Regions from separate parts of the Mus musculus genome. Here regions 1, 2, 4 and 5 are each linked to region 3. Evidence: chromatin contacts called from public Hi-C, HiChIP or PLAC-seq and promoter capture Hi-C data. All regions are on one chromosome and are shown on one strand. Each heading gives the region's core, a stretch centred on a gene start, on an enhancer-like site or on the middle of the called end of the contact. The rest is flanking DNA. Distances are from core to core; before and after follow the strand shown.

What was found. Promoter capture Hi-C pulls out the DNA fragments that hold promoters and counts their contacts. A called contact is a pair of places that touch in the nucleus more often than the background predicts. HiChIP or PLAC-seq counts read pairs in DNA pulled down with a chosen protein or histone mark.
Region 1: a promoter capture Hi-C map of 3T3-L1-derived adipocytes shows a contact between it and region 3, with 4 times the contacts expected there. The contact joins the promoter of Podn here to the promoter of Coa7 in region 3. A contact is called at or near these places in 8 of 39 promoter capture datasets (the 3T3-L1 cell line, 3T3-L1-derived adipocytes, the HPC-7 cell line and 5 more), 2 of 484 Hi-C or Micro-C datasets (embryonic stem cells and liver) and 2 of 115 datasets of contacts at active chromatin or transcription factors (craniofacial prominence and embryonic stem cells).
Region 2: an H3K27ac HiChIP or PLAC-seq map of extraembryonic endoderm stem cells shows a contact between it and region 3. The contact joins the enhancer-like site here to the promoter of Coa7 in region 3. A contact is called at or near these places in 3 of 39 promoter capture datasets (the 3T3-L1 cell line, cranial neural crest and hippocampal neurons), 9 of 484 Hi-C or Micro-C datasets (the G1E-ER4 cell line, brown adipocytes, cerebellum and 4 more), 2 of 115 datasets of contacts at active chromatin or transcription factors (embryonic stem cells and extraembryonic endoderm stem cells) and 1 of 9 other capture datasets (macrophages).
Region 4: a contact with region 3 is called in an H3K27ac HiChIP or PLAC-seq map of trophoblast stem cells, with 10 read pairs. The contact joins the enhancer-like site here to the promoter of Coa7 in region 3. A contact is called at or near these places in 7 of 39 promoter capture datasets (the C10 cell line, the HPC-7 cell line, cranial neural crest and 4 more), 5 of 484 Hi-C or Micro-C datasets (CD8 T cells, the HPC-7 cell line, bone marrow-derived macrophages and 2 more), 11 of 115 datasets of contacts at active chromatin or transcription factors (the 230-238 cell line, the HPC-7 cell line, double positive thymocytes and 5 more) and 4 of 9 other capture datasets (adipose tissue, embryonic stem cells, liver and 1 more).
Region 5: a Hi-C map of the MNK3 cell line shows a contact between it and region 3, with 3 times the contacts expected there. The contact joins the enhancer-like site here to the promoter of Coa7 in region 3. A contact is called at or near these places in 3 of 39 promoter capture datasets (the 3T3-L1 cell line, cranial neural crest and stem cell-derived epiblast-like cells), 1 of 15 datasets of contacts at CTCF or cohesin (pro-B cells), 4 of 484 Hi-C or Micro-C datasets (the Ba/F3 cell line, the MNK3 cell line, conventional dendritic cells and 1 more), 2 of 115 datasets of contacts at active chromatin or transcription factors (T-cell acute lymphoblastic leukemia and large pre-B cells) and 2 of 9 other capture datasets (embryonic stem cells and macrophages).

What each region holds. Positions count from the first base shown.
Region 1 is chr4:108,030,623-108,033,322 of GRCm38.p6, forward strand. Podn (podocan) reads right to left here and starts at 1,332. Exons shown (of 13, transcript NM_172874.4): 1 at 1,248-1,332.
Region 2 is chr4:108,051,528-108,054,227 of GRCm38.p6, forward strand. The region is part of intron 14 of Scp2 (sterol carrier protein 2, liver); the gene reads right to left. Among named protein-coding and RNA genes, the nearest start is that of Gm23354, 11 kb to the left of the region's middle. Within about 2 kb of position 1,359, at least 41 of the 459 cell types and tissues checked have an H3K27ac peak or open chromatin away from gene starts, as enhancers often do. A contact at or near this core is called in cerebellum and extraembryonic endoderm stem cells, where this site is marked.
Region 3 is chr4:108,326,705-108,329,404 of GRCm38.p6, forward strand. It overlaps Coa7 (cytochrome c oxidase assembly factor 7), which reads left to right and starts at 1,448. Exons shown (of 3, transcript NM_027250.4): 1 at 1,448-1,586. The coding sequence starts at 1,481.
Region 4 is chr4:108,597,108-108,599,807 of GRCm38.p6, forward strand. Orc1 (origin recognition complex, subunit 1) reads left to right here. Exons shown (of 17, transcript NM_011015.2): 6 at 23-371; 7 at 2,216-2,317. Among named protein-coding and RNA genes, the nearest start is that of Orc1, 19 kb to the left of the region's middle. Within about 2 kb of position 1,379, at least 12 of the 459 cell types and tissues checked have an H3K27ac peak or open chromatin away from gene starts, as enhancers often do. A contact at or near this core is called in the 230-238 cell line, bone marrow-derived macrophages and trophoblast stem cells, where this site is marked.
Region 5 is chr4:107,987,708-107,990,407 of GRCm38.p6, forward strand. The region is part of intron 2 of Slc1a7 (solute carrier family 1 (glutamate transporter), member 7); the gene reads left to right. Among named protein-coding and RNA genes, the nearest start is that of Slc1a7, 21 kb to the left of the region's middle. Within about 2 kb of position 1,409, at least 60 of the 459 cell types and tissues checked have an H3K27ac peak or open chromatin away from gene starts, as enhancers often do. A contact at or near this core is called in the MNK3 cell line, where this site is marked.

The sequences.
Region 1 (2,700 bases), core at 82-2,581, 300 kb before region 3:
GGAAGGGACAAAGAGTAGCTCTCATGGTGCACAGGTCATTGACTCTGACATCTGACACTTCTTACCTTACACACCGAAGACTGGGCCAAGGGCTCCGAGAGTGTACGGAAGGGGGCAGAAGCCCCAGACCAGTCATTGATGACTTTTTCCAGAGCAGCCCGGGCCCTTCCCAGTGGTGTTCGCCCTGTGAGCCCGGGATCTGGTCATTTGGGCTTTTCCAGGGCAAAAGGGAGAGGTGGAGAAGGAAAGGCCTACCCAGGGGTCTGCCCAGCAGACCAGGTGCCTCTTCGTGCCAGGCAGAGCGCGGTTGCACCTCCCCCAGCAGACATGCAGGCTGCTAATGCTCATCCTCCTGCCACCTCTTGCACACCTGCATCCTAGCCTGGGCGACAGCCCTCCCTGCACGCCTTCTTCAGCAGCAGCTGCCTCCCAACCCGGGGCCCCAGCACTGGAATCCCAAGCCGACCCCACCCCCTTCTTCCACCTGACTGCAGGTCAGCTATTCCAACTCACCCATCCCGGTCCACCCCAACCCCCACCCTGCACCAGGCTGATAGTGGTTCTGAGACCCACACAACCTGGGGACGACCGTGCTCCTTGCCCTGTCCCTTTCTGTGTTCCGCTGGAAGCAGCTGCCTAGACGGAATGGTCGGAGTGCAGTGCCCTGTGTTAGTTAGACTGCACCTAAACTGCCGAAACCAAGTTCCGCTGCTTGACTGTGCGCCTCACCTGCCCTGGCTCCCTGGGGACTGATATCTGCCTTTCTGTGCTTGTTTCTGTATGTAAAGAGGTCGGTGTTGGACTCGGTGAAGCCCCCGACAAACTGACGTGAAAAGACGCAGGATGCCCTGGGTCCCAGTTCTCGGTGCAGAGGTTCAGGCCCCTTCCCAGTTCCACCTGCCCCCACAGTCCCTGTCACCCGCCCGTGTGCCTCCACCTCCCCTCCCCATCCGCTCGCAGATTCTTTCCAGATGTGCGCAGCGGGAGGAGCCCGAAGGCAGGGACTGAATATCGAGTAAAAAAAGGGTCCCCTGCCCCTTGCTCCGGATCCCGCAGGGGGGCCGCCACCCCATATGGAGGTGTGCCTAACCGTGCCCCTTGCGCGGGGTCCGCCCGACAGGGTGGGATACGGCGATCCTCCCCTATCGCGGCTGTGGCAGTGGGAGCACGGCGGGATGTCAGAGAGAGCTGCCCGGGCGCAGCCGGTGGCCCGTGGTCCCTCGGCTCACCGGCTGCCCGCGTCCTACCTGCCGCTGCGCGCCGCGCCGTGGGCGGAACAGGCTCGCGGGTGTCCGCTGCGCTCCGCGGGCGCCGGCTCCTGTCATTCAAGTCGAGCCGTGGGCGCAGCGAGCCAAGTTTTGTTGTGGGTTCTCTCTCCCCGCCTCTCCCCCGGCCCCCGCCCCGCGTGCATCTGCCGGACGCCGGCCTCTCCCGACACAGGCGCAGGGTCCCGCTGGGCGCCGAGAGGGAGGGCCGAGCCCACGGCGCCGGGCTTGGCGGGGGGCCCACTTCCCGGGAGCTCGCGCCGCCGCCCCGGCCGGCCGCAGCACCACGCCCCCAACACCGGGTGCCTCCAGCGCACCACCTCCGCCTGCCAGCCTGCGGGCTGGGACCGCACCCAGGCAGGCCCCCCGCACCTGAGGAGAACCGAGAGGGCTCCTTCCTTCCAGTTCCTCCGCGCTCAGCTTCTTCCTCAAGGAGTTTGCAACCTTCCCGGGCACAAGTACCTTCCCTGTTCCCTCTCCCACCCTAGGGTCCGGAGCATGGCTAATGCTGCGTCAGCCAAGACCCTTCTGGACCCCTTCCTGTCAAAATTCCTCCTTCTCCTCCCCACCATCCACCCTCACTCCACTGGCCCTGGGCCCACAACTTGGTGAACCTTGAAGGAGAGTTAAACTGGACCGGAGTCTTCAAGCACACAGGTTCTAGTCGCGGAGAAAGCAAGGGACTGAGCAGGGAGCACTCCATATTGCTCCCAGGAGCTGAAAATGGTTCCAAGCACAGGCACATTAAGTACTAGCAGCTGAAGCAACACTGTTTGGCGCCAAGGGCTTCGTGGTGGAAAGGCGGGTGAGACTGGGTTTGGGTGCTACTTGGCACCTCTGCTGTGAAACAAACCTGTCTTCTACGTGCTGTGGCCTTTGGGCAGGACCTACTTGGCTCTCGGAGAGGGATAAAGATAATAAATCAAATGTGGAACCACTTGGCCACCTAAACTGCCGAGACCCTAAAGGGCTCTGGTTAAAGTGGCTGCAGACCTTTCCCTCCTGTGCTGCCAGGCAGTCAGTTTATATCTCCATGCATTAGTCTCTAGTCCTTACAGCCCTGCAAAGGAAGATTATTTCCCCATCTAATAAGTAAGGATGTGGCCTGTGCTTGGCTGCGTAACTAACATCATCATTCGGAGCTGGGGTTCTGGCCCATCTACCCATTGCAAAAGTCGTCTGTGATGCAAACAGGCAGGTAGGTAGGGATAGAGCCTGTGTTTGAACCCACAGCCATCTGTTTCCATTACCCATCACTGAAGAACTTAACACGAATGGGAAAGGGAAATATTTTGCCTTCTTTGGCCTCAAATTCCAATCTTCTCTGAGCTCAAACTTGAAAGTTGGTATGATTCACAAGATTGGACAGGGCCCAACAGAGATGCATCTTGTGTTTTCTGGACAGAGCCTAGATTCAAGTGGAGCTAAAAGAACT
Region 2 (2,700 bases), core at 109-2,608, 280 kb before region 3:
ACTCCTCTCCCACTAAACCTAAGCGCAATTACAGCGAAACACTCCCGGAGGGCGCTCTCCCCTCCAGGACCTCCTGAATTACCTGTCAGTACCGCAACCCACATCAGCATCACACCTCTTCTCGGCACAGCCCCCAGGTCCCCTCAGTCATATGCTCCTGGCTCCCACCCTCAAGCACCCACTTTGGTCTCTGCCATCCAAGCTGTCACTCGGACCGTGATGACACCACCTCACTGCTCATGTTCTCTCTGCCCTGCTCACACGCTTTCCAGTTCATTGGGCCTATTGCAGCTTAGATGTGAAGTGTTGGCAGCTCCTGCGGAAAAGGCTTCAGTCCCAGCTGGTGGCACTGAGAGGTGGCAGGGCTCCCGGTGCTCTGGCGTAACCGAATTTTTCAAGGAAGAGTTTGAAGCTGAATGGGAGCTAGGGGCAGGGCCTGATTGGAGGAAGTCATTCACTGAAGGGTACAATGTGTTCCTGGTCCCCTCCGGGCTCTGGCTCCTGGCTGACACAGGTGAGCAGCTTTTCTCTCTCACACTGCCCCCACCTGATGTTTTTCCTCACCTCTCGACATGCCCAGATACAATGGAGCCAGCTGCTTCTGAAAACTGTGAGCCAGAACAAAACTTTGCTCTTTGCTTCATAGTCCTCCCAGCACTGAAAGCTGACTCATGCAGCCACAGGCATAGTTCATCCTCTAAAACACAGCTCGTCCTCTGTAAATCTGAGGCCAGCCTGGTCTACTGAGTGAAGTCCAGGACAGCCAGGGCTACACAGAGAAACACTTGAAATATATCAAATACCTTTCAAAGTTCTTATCATGACAATTTTTTTTTTTAGTTTATAAAGTAATTGCCTTATGTGTATGAGTGTTTGGGCTGCACATGTTTGTGCACATGTGCTTATTGTCTGCAGAGGTAAAAATAAGACTGTCTACTGCCTTGAAACTGGAGTTATGAACAGTTATGAGCTACCATCAAGGTATGGGGATTGAACCTGATCGATCCCTCTGCAAGAATTCTCTTAACCTCTGAGCCATCTCTCCGACCATCTAGCATGGCATATTAAACTATTTAGTAAGTTGATCCCAGCCCTTCATCTTTCTAAACTATACCAGGCCCTGCCTGGCAAGAGAAACCCACCAGCGCAATATGGCCACTGTAGCAGGTGCTAATTGTTCCTTCCTTTATGCCCTGTTCGTGTTTCTGAGGGCCAACATGTGTTAGGTGATGCTTGAAGCTCTGGGGCTGCAGCAGTGACCTAACAGATAAAAAGCTCTGCCTTCATAGAATGCATTCTCATAGGGGGTGGGGTGGTGTGGGGGAGGGGAGCAGCAAATAATGAGAGCGATAAGTGCTACAGAGAAGAGTCAGGCAGAAAGCAACAGCCAGCATGGTCAGGGAAGGGCTCGCCGAGGAGGAGACTTCTGGACGGAGATCAGGTGATGAAGCTATCTGGTGAAGACAATCCAAGGCAGACAGAGCAGACAGGTCTCCCAAATGAGAACGCCCCGTGCTGAAATGAGCAGGGAGGCCAAGCAAGTGAGCAAGTGAGGGAGAGCACGGCAGGGCAGGCTGGCCAGATCATACGTTTCTCCATAGAAACCCTGATTCTACTACTTGGGGAAGGAGGCAGGCTTTGAGCAGAGATGGATGCAGATCTGCCTGGTTTTAATCATCAGAATGCAGTGTGAAGAACTGAGGGACAAGGACAGGAGAGAGAGACCCAAAGCTCAGATCCACTGGGACATAGTAGAAACCAGGATTTAACGGTGAGTTAGATTATGGACTATGGAGTATGAGAAAAAGGAGCCAAGGATGACCTCAGAGCTTTTTGGACTGAGGAACTAAGAAAACAACTTCCTGAGAAGAGGGCAGATCACGGTAAAACATACTTTAAGGGGAGAGAGGGGCCCAGAGCTCTGTTTCACACATACCTCTAAGATATGTTACAGGTTGCCATGGTTTAATGCGTCCTCTAACACAACTGAAATCTAGTTTCTGGTATAGCCGTATTAAGTGGCAAAGCCTTTTAAAGGGGCTAAGGGCCACAAAGGCTTTGCCCTCAGCAATAGATTGATTCCATTTCCTCAGGCACAGGCTCCTGAGAAATGGAAGGGTTCAGCTCTTATCCTGCCCCCCTGTCTGGCCACTTCTCCTTCCCTCCACTGCCCCAGAACACAGTAACAAAGCTCTCACCCCAGATGCGGCCTCTGGTGGGGTCCTAGCCTCTGAGACTGGGAACCAACTAAACTTAGCATGTCTCTAATTTCCCCACTCTGCGATATTTTTGTTATAGAGGTAGAAAGACAGGTGTCCTCATATACGTGTCAGCTAAACAGCTATGCAGCCACTTGAGAATCCAGTGGTGGGCCCGTACAGAACACAAAAACCTGGGAGTCATCAGCAAACTGTTTTTAAGACTCGAGGATACATGAGATCCCCGGGGAGTGAAAGAACCAGAGCTAAGCCTTGCAACACCCCAATGCCTAGAACTGAGGAGATGAAGGACTTACCAAGACAAGCCCAAATGTGCAGCCAGTCAATAAAAAACCCTGCACATGCGATATGGAGGCTGGAATTAACCACTGCGTCTAGCGAAGTGGCAATTACTAAGGACCTCGGCAAGAACAAGTCTGGGAGAGATCAGAGAAAAGCTAGGGAATGAGTTCAAGGAAGGACTGGATGAGAGATCGGGGAG
Region 3 (2,700 bases), core at 198-2,697:
CCTAGAACTTGGTATGCAACTGAGAATGACCTTGAACCCTGACCCCCCTTGCCTCTACCTCAACAAGTGCTAGGATTGCACCATGCCTGTTTTAGGACATGATGAAGACTGAACCCAAGGGACCAGGCAAGTTCTCCAACAGATGAGCTACTTCTTCAGCCTAAATATTATTATTATTTTTTTTTAATAATGGCTTACTGTTTTCCAAGCTATCCTGGAACTCCTGGAGGCCAGGTGGTGTGGCCTCTTCTGAGGCCTGGGCTTGCTCAGTTCTTGGAAACAGAGATTTATGTCTAGTCTCCTGAACTGCCAATGTGAAGCCTGTCATGGAGTCAGCCTGTCTCAGTTATACAGAACAAAGCAAGTAAGCTTCTAGATGTATCCAGTAGGAGTAGGTTAAGGAGGGAGGCTCCAAAGTAAAGGTCAGGCCTTCTCATCCTGGACCATGTATTCTAAGGGCTCCCTCTAGTGATTACAGATATAAACAAGATAAAAAGAACACGGATAGGTGGATGTGGGAGCTTGTATCTGCAACAGTACTCAGTAGGCTGAGGGGGGAGGATTGTCTCAAAGTGAGATTCTATCAAAGGAAAAACAGGAGAAGCCATACATAAAAGTCAGTTTTAGCCAGAGGCTCTGGAGTAACGCAGAGCTTGTGCTATCCTGTGAAAGATGTGTCATGGAACTGCTTTTAAAACCATGAGTCCATTCCCAATCGGCCTTTCCCTTTCTCCTTGCCCCAATAAACCTCTTCGGTAAGATCTGTTGCATCATATGACTTCATAGTGTTCCTTGGCTTCAATCCGCCATGCTGCTGTTCTAAAACTATTATAGTGACCATGTTGTCACTATAATCCCGACCACTGATGTGTTCTAATCATAACTCGCAGTCATATTAATATGGATGATTTTGATGGGTCTACAAAGAATATAGAGATAAGGGCATCCCGTGGCAATTGCACAGATTTATTTATTTCGGTTTTTCCGGCCATATTTGGGACACACAAGGTATTCAAAATGCTTGCCACCCAAATGAACGAATGCTTTCGGAATAGATTTCAAGTTCTGTTTTACGATGCTTCAGAGTACTTGGTGGTGAGCTGCAGCCCAACGCTGTAAGCTTTGGTAAGGCTGGGACCTGAGCTCCCGGCTGTGTCGGCTTTAGAACCGGAACTGAAGAATGTCTGGCTGATCCAGACTACAGGGAGAAAACCATTAAGGGGCAGTATGGCCTCAGATAAACCGACGCAGAAACCTGGGAGAGGGCTGTCCAAAAAGAAGAATAAAAGCCTGGAGGGGTGGGGGGGGTGGGGAGCTACCACCGCAAAGGATGATGGGAAGCGGTAATCGTCTCCTTCCTTCCAACCCGCCCCCGTACTGAGGAGCGCTGACGTCACGCACGCCGCCGGCATGCCCCGCCCCTGGGCTGGCTCACGTAACTGAGGGTGGAGCCACAAAGCGATTTGTGGGAGTCGGAATCATGGCGGGCTTGGTTGACTTCCAGGACGAGGAGCAGGTGAAGTCCTTCCTGGAGAACATGGAGGTGGAGTGTCACTACCAATGCTACCGCGAGAAGGACCCGGAGGGTGAGCGCCAACTGCGCAGCCTGGGACATAGGGGAGGGGAGCGAGCGTGGGGTGCAGTCGTGGTCACGTGGCGGGCCGAGGACGCCTAAGGACCGGGTCAGGGTCACTACGGGCCTGTGGGCGGGAAGTTGTAGTGCATCGGGGGCGGGGCCTGCAGCGGAGGGCGGAGCCCTCAGGCTAGATGCTGTGTAGTCAAGTTTAGGGTGCTAGGACTGGAGGTGTGAGGGTGAAGTAGAACCTCGGTGTACATGTCTTTGAGGGAATCATTTAACATGCAGGAAATAAATGAAATATATGCTAGTAGTAAATGCGAGCCAGAATTGGTTGGCATCTTGCACCTGTAATTCTAGCGTTCGGGAGGCTGAGGAAGGAGGATCACTTAGAACTCAGGAGTTAAGGACTAGCCTGAACTACATAGCAAAACCCGGCCCAAAAAAAGAATTGGAGAGGGAGATTGGAGTGGTGGTCCAGTAATTAGGAGCCCATTTAAAGTTCTAGGAGATCCAATGCCTCTGGCCTCTGCTGCCACCACACCACATGCTCGTATACACACATCCATAATTTAAAATAATAAAAATTAAATCTTTTTTTTTTTGAGACTGTCATTATGTAGCCTTGACTGGCCTAGAACTTACAGTGTAGGCCACGCTAGCCTTGGACTCAGAACTGCTTCCTCTATCTTCTGAGTTTTTGGCATGAGCCACAGGCCTGTTAACAAATTAATAAATTAATTAATTTGTTGAGGTGTTATTCTTTGTGTAGTCCTGACTGTCCTTCTGTTGATCAGGCTAGCCTGAAACTAAGATATCTGCAAGCTTCTGTTTCTCAAGTGCTAGAAGGTGTGGGCTGCCACCATCCAGCACAAAATTTTAAAAAAAAATTTTTTTTTTGTTTTAGTTTTTTCGAGGGAAAAAAAAGTTTTTTTAAGGTAAGTGAAATGTGATAAAAAGAACTGAGTGAAGGGCACTGCCCAATGACATGGCTTTTGAATAAAGCTTTGAAGGAGGAAAGGAACCATTGTAAGTCTTTGCCAGGCAGAGGTAATAAAAGGTCAGAAATTGACTATATTTATTTATTTATTATATGTAAGTACACTGTAGCTGTCTTCAGACAC
Region 4 (2,700 bases), core at 129-2,628, 270 kb after region 3:
GGTATAACGTCTGTCTCTCTAGGCTTAGGTTTTACCAGGAAGCCTAACACGAGGTGGTCAAAGAAGAGCTCGTGTGACTCCTTGGATTATCAAAAAACATCTAAAAGAAGAGCAGCCTTCTCTGAGACCACCTCGCCTCCTAAAAAGCCTAATAAACCTCGTGAAATCAAGCCCTCTTCAGCTTTGGAAACTCGAGTTAAAAATGGACAAACTCAACCTTTTTGTGCCAAAAGTAGTGTGGTTCTGAGAGCCCGGAACCCAGCTATGACGACCACAAAGCTTGGTGTGGACAACACACTTAGCCCTATCAGGAATGGGTTGAGATCTTCAGTGGTGCCCTCTGGGGGTCTGACACCAGTATACATTAGGAGGTAAGCAGGAGTGTTGCCCCCTGTCATGGTTAGGGGGTATGCAGGAGTGTTGCCCCCTGTCATGGTTAGGAGGTATGCAGGAGCGTTGCCCCATCGTGAGCTACTTGAGATACGTTATGTGGTGAGAAAAGAGTGCTGCAGAGAGACACGTACTAGCCTCGTCTAACCAGACTGAGGATCTTTCCTAAGGTTTCACAACAGAGCTCTAGGAAGTTATGCTCCATGTCTCTGGCCTTGGGAATGTGTTCTTGGAGTTTGGGTGTGGTAGCGTACACCTGTAATCAGGAGGCAGAGGCAGGACTAGCATGAATTCAACGTTAGCCTGAACTACATAGTGACATTATCTCCAAAAAGAAAGACATGCTTTTCTTTTCCAACGTCATTTGAAAATACTGATACTTGTTTCTGGAACTATACTGCTTCATTCACAGTCCTGGATTTCATGTGTTTCCTGTGACTCTTTGGCACAATTTAATGATCACTTTGTTTTCCTCTTCTTTTTTTGGTTTTTGGAGACAGGATTTCTCTGTCTAGCCCTGGCTGTCCTGGAACTCACTCTGTAGACCAGGCTGGCCTCAAACTCAGAAATCCACCTGCCTCTGCCTCCCATGTGCTGGGATTAAAGGCGTGCACTAGCATGCCCAGCCCGATCATTTTGTTTTCTATCAAGTTGGTTTTTGATTTTTATTTTTTTAACCTGGAATCTACTATTAAATATAGTATAAAAAAAAAAAGATAAATCTAGGACAAGCTTTATAGTTTGGCACTTGAGTAGATAATTGTAAGCTTAGATTTTTTTCAAAACCTACTTTATTTAGGATTCCTAAATGCTTCAACCTTCACTTCTAGCCCACTGACCACAGAGGTAGTGGACAAAGAAGGTTAACGGGAAAAGGACGTTGTGGATCTGTTTAGAAGTAGTGCCTTGAGGGTGATCACACTGTTCGTTGTCAGTCCACTTCAATAGCAAACACCAAACACTAAATCAGTAGCAGCACCATGAGTCATGGATGTGGCCAGAATCAGCTGCAATACTACAGGAAGTTCTTTAATGAGTTTCTCTCTACAAAGTAAAGACCAGTCAAGCATTGCACGGGGTAGCAGTGCAAGAGTGTCCTCTGAAATTCTATTTATATGTGGATTCTATTTATGTTCTTTCTAAACATCAGGGGCCCTCTTACAGACAGCTTCCAGAAAGACATTACATGCCACAACTGAGTTGTTTAAAAAAAAAAAAAAAAGAAAAGAAAAGAAAATTTCCACTTCAGATAATGTTGTATAATAAAAATTTGACAGACCACAAATAGCATGATTTTCAATGTTTTCTTAAGTAGAAATTTCTAGCACCTTGCTCATAATAAGTTACTCAATACATATTTTATACTGAGTGTATTTCTGCTAACTTTGAGACTTTGTAAACATGACAAATAAAAAAGGGACAAAATCTTTTGATGGTTAGTCCATCTTGTTCTATGATAGCAGTGTGATAAGTCTGACTTAAATGATGTGTTAAAATTTTGGATCTTAGCCTCACATGGTGGCACACGCCTTTAATCCCAGCACTCGGGAGGCTGAGGCAGAGGCAGGCGGATTTCTGAGTTCAAGGCCAGCCTGGTCTACAAAGTGAGTTCCAGGACAGCCAGGGCTATACAGAGAAACCCTGTCTCAAAAAACCAAAAAAAAAAAAGATCTCTTTTATAAGTTTGTTAGCAAAGTTTGATGAACTCTTGCCAAGGTTAGTATAAAAAGACTAGAAGCCAGTGAGACCTAACTATCTCCAGCACATACTTTGGATCCTTGCTTCCCGAAATGCCTTCCTATAACTCTGATGTGATACCTTGCAGGAAGGCAAAAGAACAAGAAACTCACAAAGAACCCATCCGTACTTCTCGTGTCCATAGAAAGAGTTCTCTCTTGACTTTGAAGCGGATTAGGCAACAGCTTTGGTAAGACTGCCCATTAAAAAGCAACAACCTTGCTCCCTTCTGTGATAGCGTCCTGTACCTCCCTTAATGTCACTTCTATTTGAAGGCCAGTACATTGATACTCACACTTTCACCTAGCATTTTGTACAAGTGTCATAGTCTGAAAGGGACTAGAAATGTTGACCTGGCCTTGTGGCTCCTTGGCTCATGCCTGGTGTTTCAGCAAGACCGGGAATGTGGAATGCCTGAAAGCATTAATTTTGATTTTAATAGACCTTTTTGAATTTGAGCTTCTGATGCTGAATTTTGGGAAGATGAACATTTCTAATACTTATTTTCTCATGAATAAAATAGGGAATATATTTTGTTGAGGGATTTAGTGGAATATGTAATGCCTATATCAG
Region 5 (2,700 bases), core at 159-2,658, 340 kb before region 3:
ACCTGAATATTGATGTGGAAGCCAGGTGGGGTGCATAGGCAGCCTTCCTCTTCATCAGGAACCTGGCAGACAAGACCTCCCTTCCCCCACCCCTGCAGATTGAAACAGGCTGGGAGCCAGGCCAGCTCCCCGCCATCTCTGTAAGCTAATGTCTCTAATCACCTCAATCTCTTGATCCCCAATCCCTGGACACTCGGTAGTGAACCAGATGGCTTGGGAGGGAGTTGTAGGCCACTGGGCTCCCATCCTCCCTGGGGTTCCTCCTTGGGGCCTTTTACTGGGGCATTGCTAGGAGCACCTACCTAAGCATGGAGTGGGACAGACATGGCTTTTGTCCCTACCCTAAGTCAGGAGGAGTATTTGAAGTCATGTCTATAGGACTGGCTTTTCTGTCTGTAAGTCTTGTTCTAACATCCCATAGCTGGTCAACTTCGCTGTACTTGATTACTCCCTCAGACGGCAGGCTCACCAACAACAACCTACAGGCTGCAGCTATGGACAAGGCAGAACTCTGAGAGCTGAACTGAGAAGGGATTGCATGGGCTGGATCACATGGCAGTCATTATCATCCCAAAGTAGGCCTTAGACCAGAACCAAGAAACAGTGGGCAGAAGGGTCAGGAACTCTGCTCCAATCTTGGTTCTAAAACTTACTTCCTGAGTAGCCTGGCCAGGCGTCTTTCACCCTGAGCTCCATTGTCCCTATGTCAACCCAGAGCCTTCTCAGTATGGTAGCCACTAGGCTATCAAGTACTTGATATACAGCTAGTACATATACTGATTTATTGATTAATTTTAATTAAAATGTAAAGCCTGTGGAAGCATAAAAATTTCACATTGATTATGCATGGCAATAGTTTGGATATAGCAGGTTAAAGTATTATTAAATAGATTTCATATTTCCTCCTCCTCCTCCTCCTCCTCCTCCTCCTCCTCCTCCTCCTCCTCCTTCTTCTTCTTCTTCTTCTTCTCCTTTTCCTCCTTCTCTTTCTTCTCCTCCCCTCCTCTCCTCCTTCTCCTCCTTCTCCTTCTTCTCCTTCTCCTCCTTCTCCTTCTTCCCCTCCTCCTCCTCCTCTTCCTCCTCCTCTTCTTCTCTTTTCTTTTCTTTTTTCTTTGAGACAGGGTCTCACACTGTGGTCTGAGCTGTCTTGGCCTTTTTTAACTTTGTAAAATTAACTAAGAGGCAAGGGGCACAGGCCCTTGCCTATAATTCCAGTACTTGGGAAGTCAAGGGAGGAGATTCCAAAGAGCTTGGGGGCAGCTTCTAAAAAAACTAGTCAACTATTAGTAAATCTAAATGATGAGGAGTGGGTGCCCGGCATCGGGGTTCCTCAGGGTGTCGCTGACTCACAAGGCTGATGAACTGTGAGCGAGTGATATGCAGATCTTTGGGGAACTGAGAGCTCCTGGTAAACCGCAGCTCTATGGCTGCCAGGCAGGGTGTCTGGGCTATGTCTTTCATCACAAGCTCCATTCTGGGTGTAAGAGAGAAATCAGAGAAATAGAAAAAGCCACAGAACCCTCAGATCGTGACTGTGTTTGCATTTCCTCCTGGCTTCCCACAGCTAGGTGTCCACGGTGGTTCCTCAGGAAATCGGGCTCTCATGACACCCTGCACACAATCCTGCAAGTCAGAGAGGAGTCTATTTCCCAGGAGGTTCTGGGGCTCCCTGTTGTTAAATCACTTTTCCACTTTACATTACATTAGGACTGTCTTCATAGTGACAAGTCTGCCCTTTTGGTGGCTGCATAGCACAGTGGTGTATAGACATCTTTGTAGCCATTCTTGGCTACTTTATGGGTTCTTCCTTCTTCCACCCTTCTACATCCCCTTTCTTCCACCCTTTCAACCCCATAATACTAGAGAGAATAGAAAAAATAGAGAGGAAAGGAAAGAGATCCCTGTATAAAGTCAGGAATCAGAAAGGGGGTGATATTATAGTGAGACAACTTTCTGCAGACTGGGGCATCCAGTTCCTTGGCGGGGGGGGGGGGGGGCAGTTTGAGCCTTGCTGTCAGGATATCTAATTATTTCTTCTTCTTCTTCTTCTTCTTCTTCTTCTTCTTCTTCTTCTTCTTCTTCTTCTTCTTCTTCTTCTTCTTCTTCTTCTTCTTTTTCTTCTTCTTCTTCTTCTTCTTCTTCTTCTTCTTCTTCTTCTTCTTCTTCTTCTTCTTCTTCTTCTTCTTCTTCTTCTTCTCCTTCTCTTCCTCCTCCTCCTTCTCTTCTTCTTCCTCTTCTTCCTCATCCCCCTCTTCTTCTTTCCACATGACTACTTAACAAACCAAAACTAACAGTGACCAACAATGCATTTATATACCCTCTGAAAAGTCCCCAGAATTCCAAATGTCACACAATTGTAGAAACTATCTACTGCTGGCAAAATCAGACCCCTGCTAGAGCACGAGGCAAATCATAGTCAGCTGCCATGGAAAGTCTGAAGCAGCCTCATACCCCACACCTGAGATTAAAACAAAAACATGGTCTTATAATATTTACTGAGGTGGGGTTGGGTTTTTTTTGTTTGTTTTGGGGGGGTGTTTGTTTGTTTGTCTTTTAGAAACCAAAACTCCAAAATTGTTGCTACACATCTTTTCATCTTAGGACCAAAAATTTAGCTTCTGCCCATTTCAGAGGCTTCAGGAGATGCACAAATCACCCTGGAAATCCCCCTGCCTCAAACCTTGGGAATGTTTCACCCTG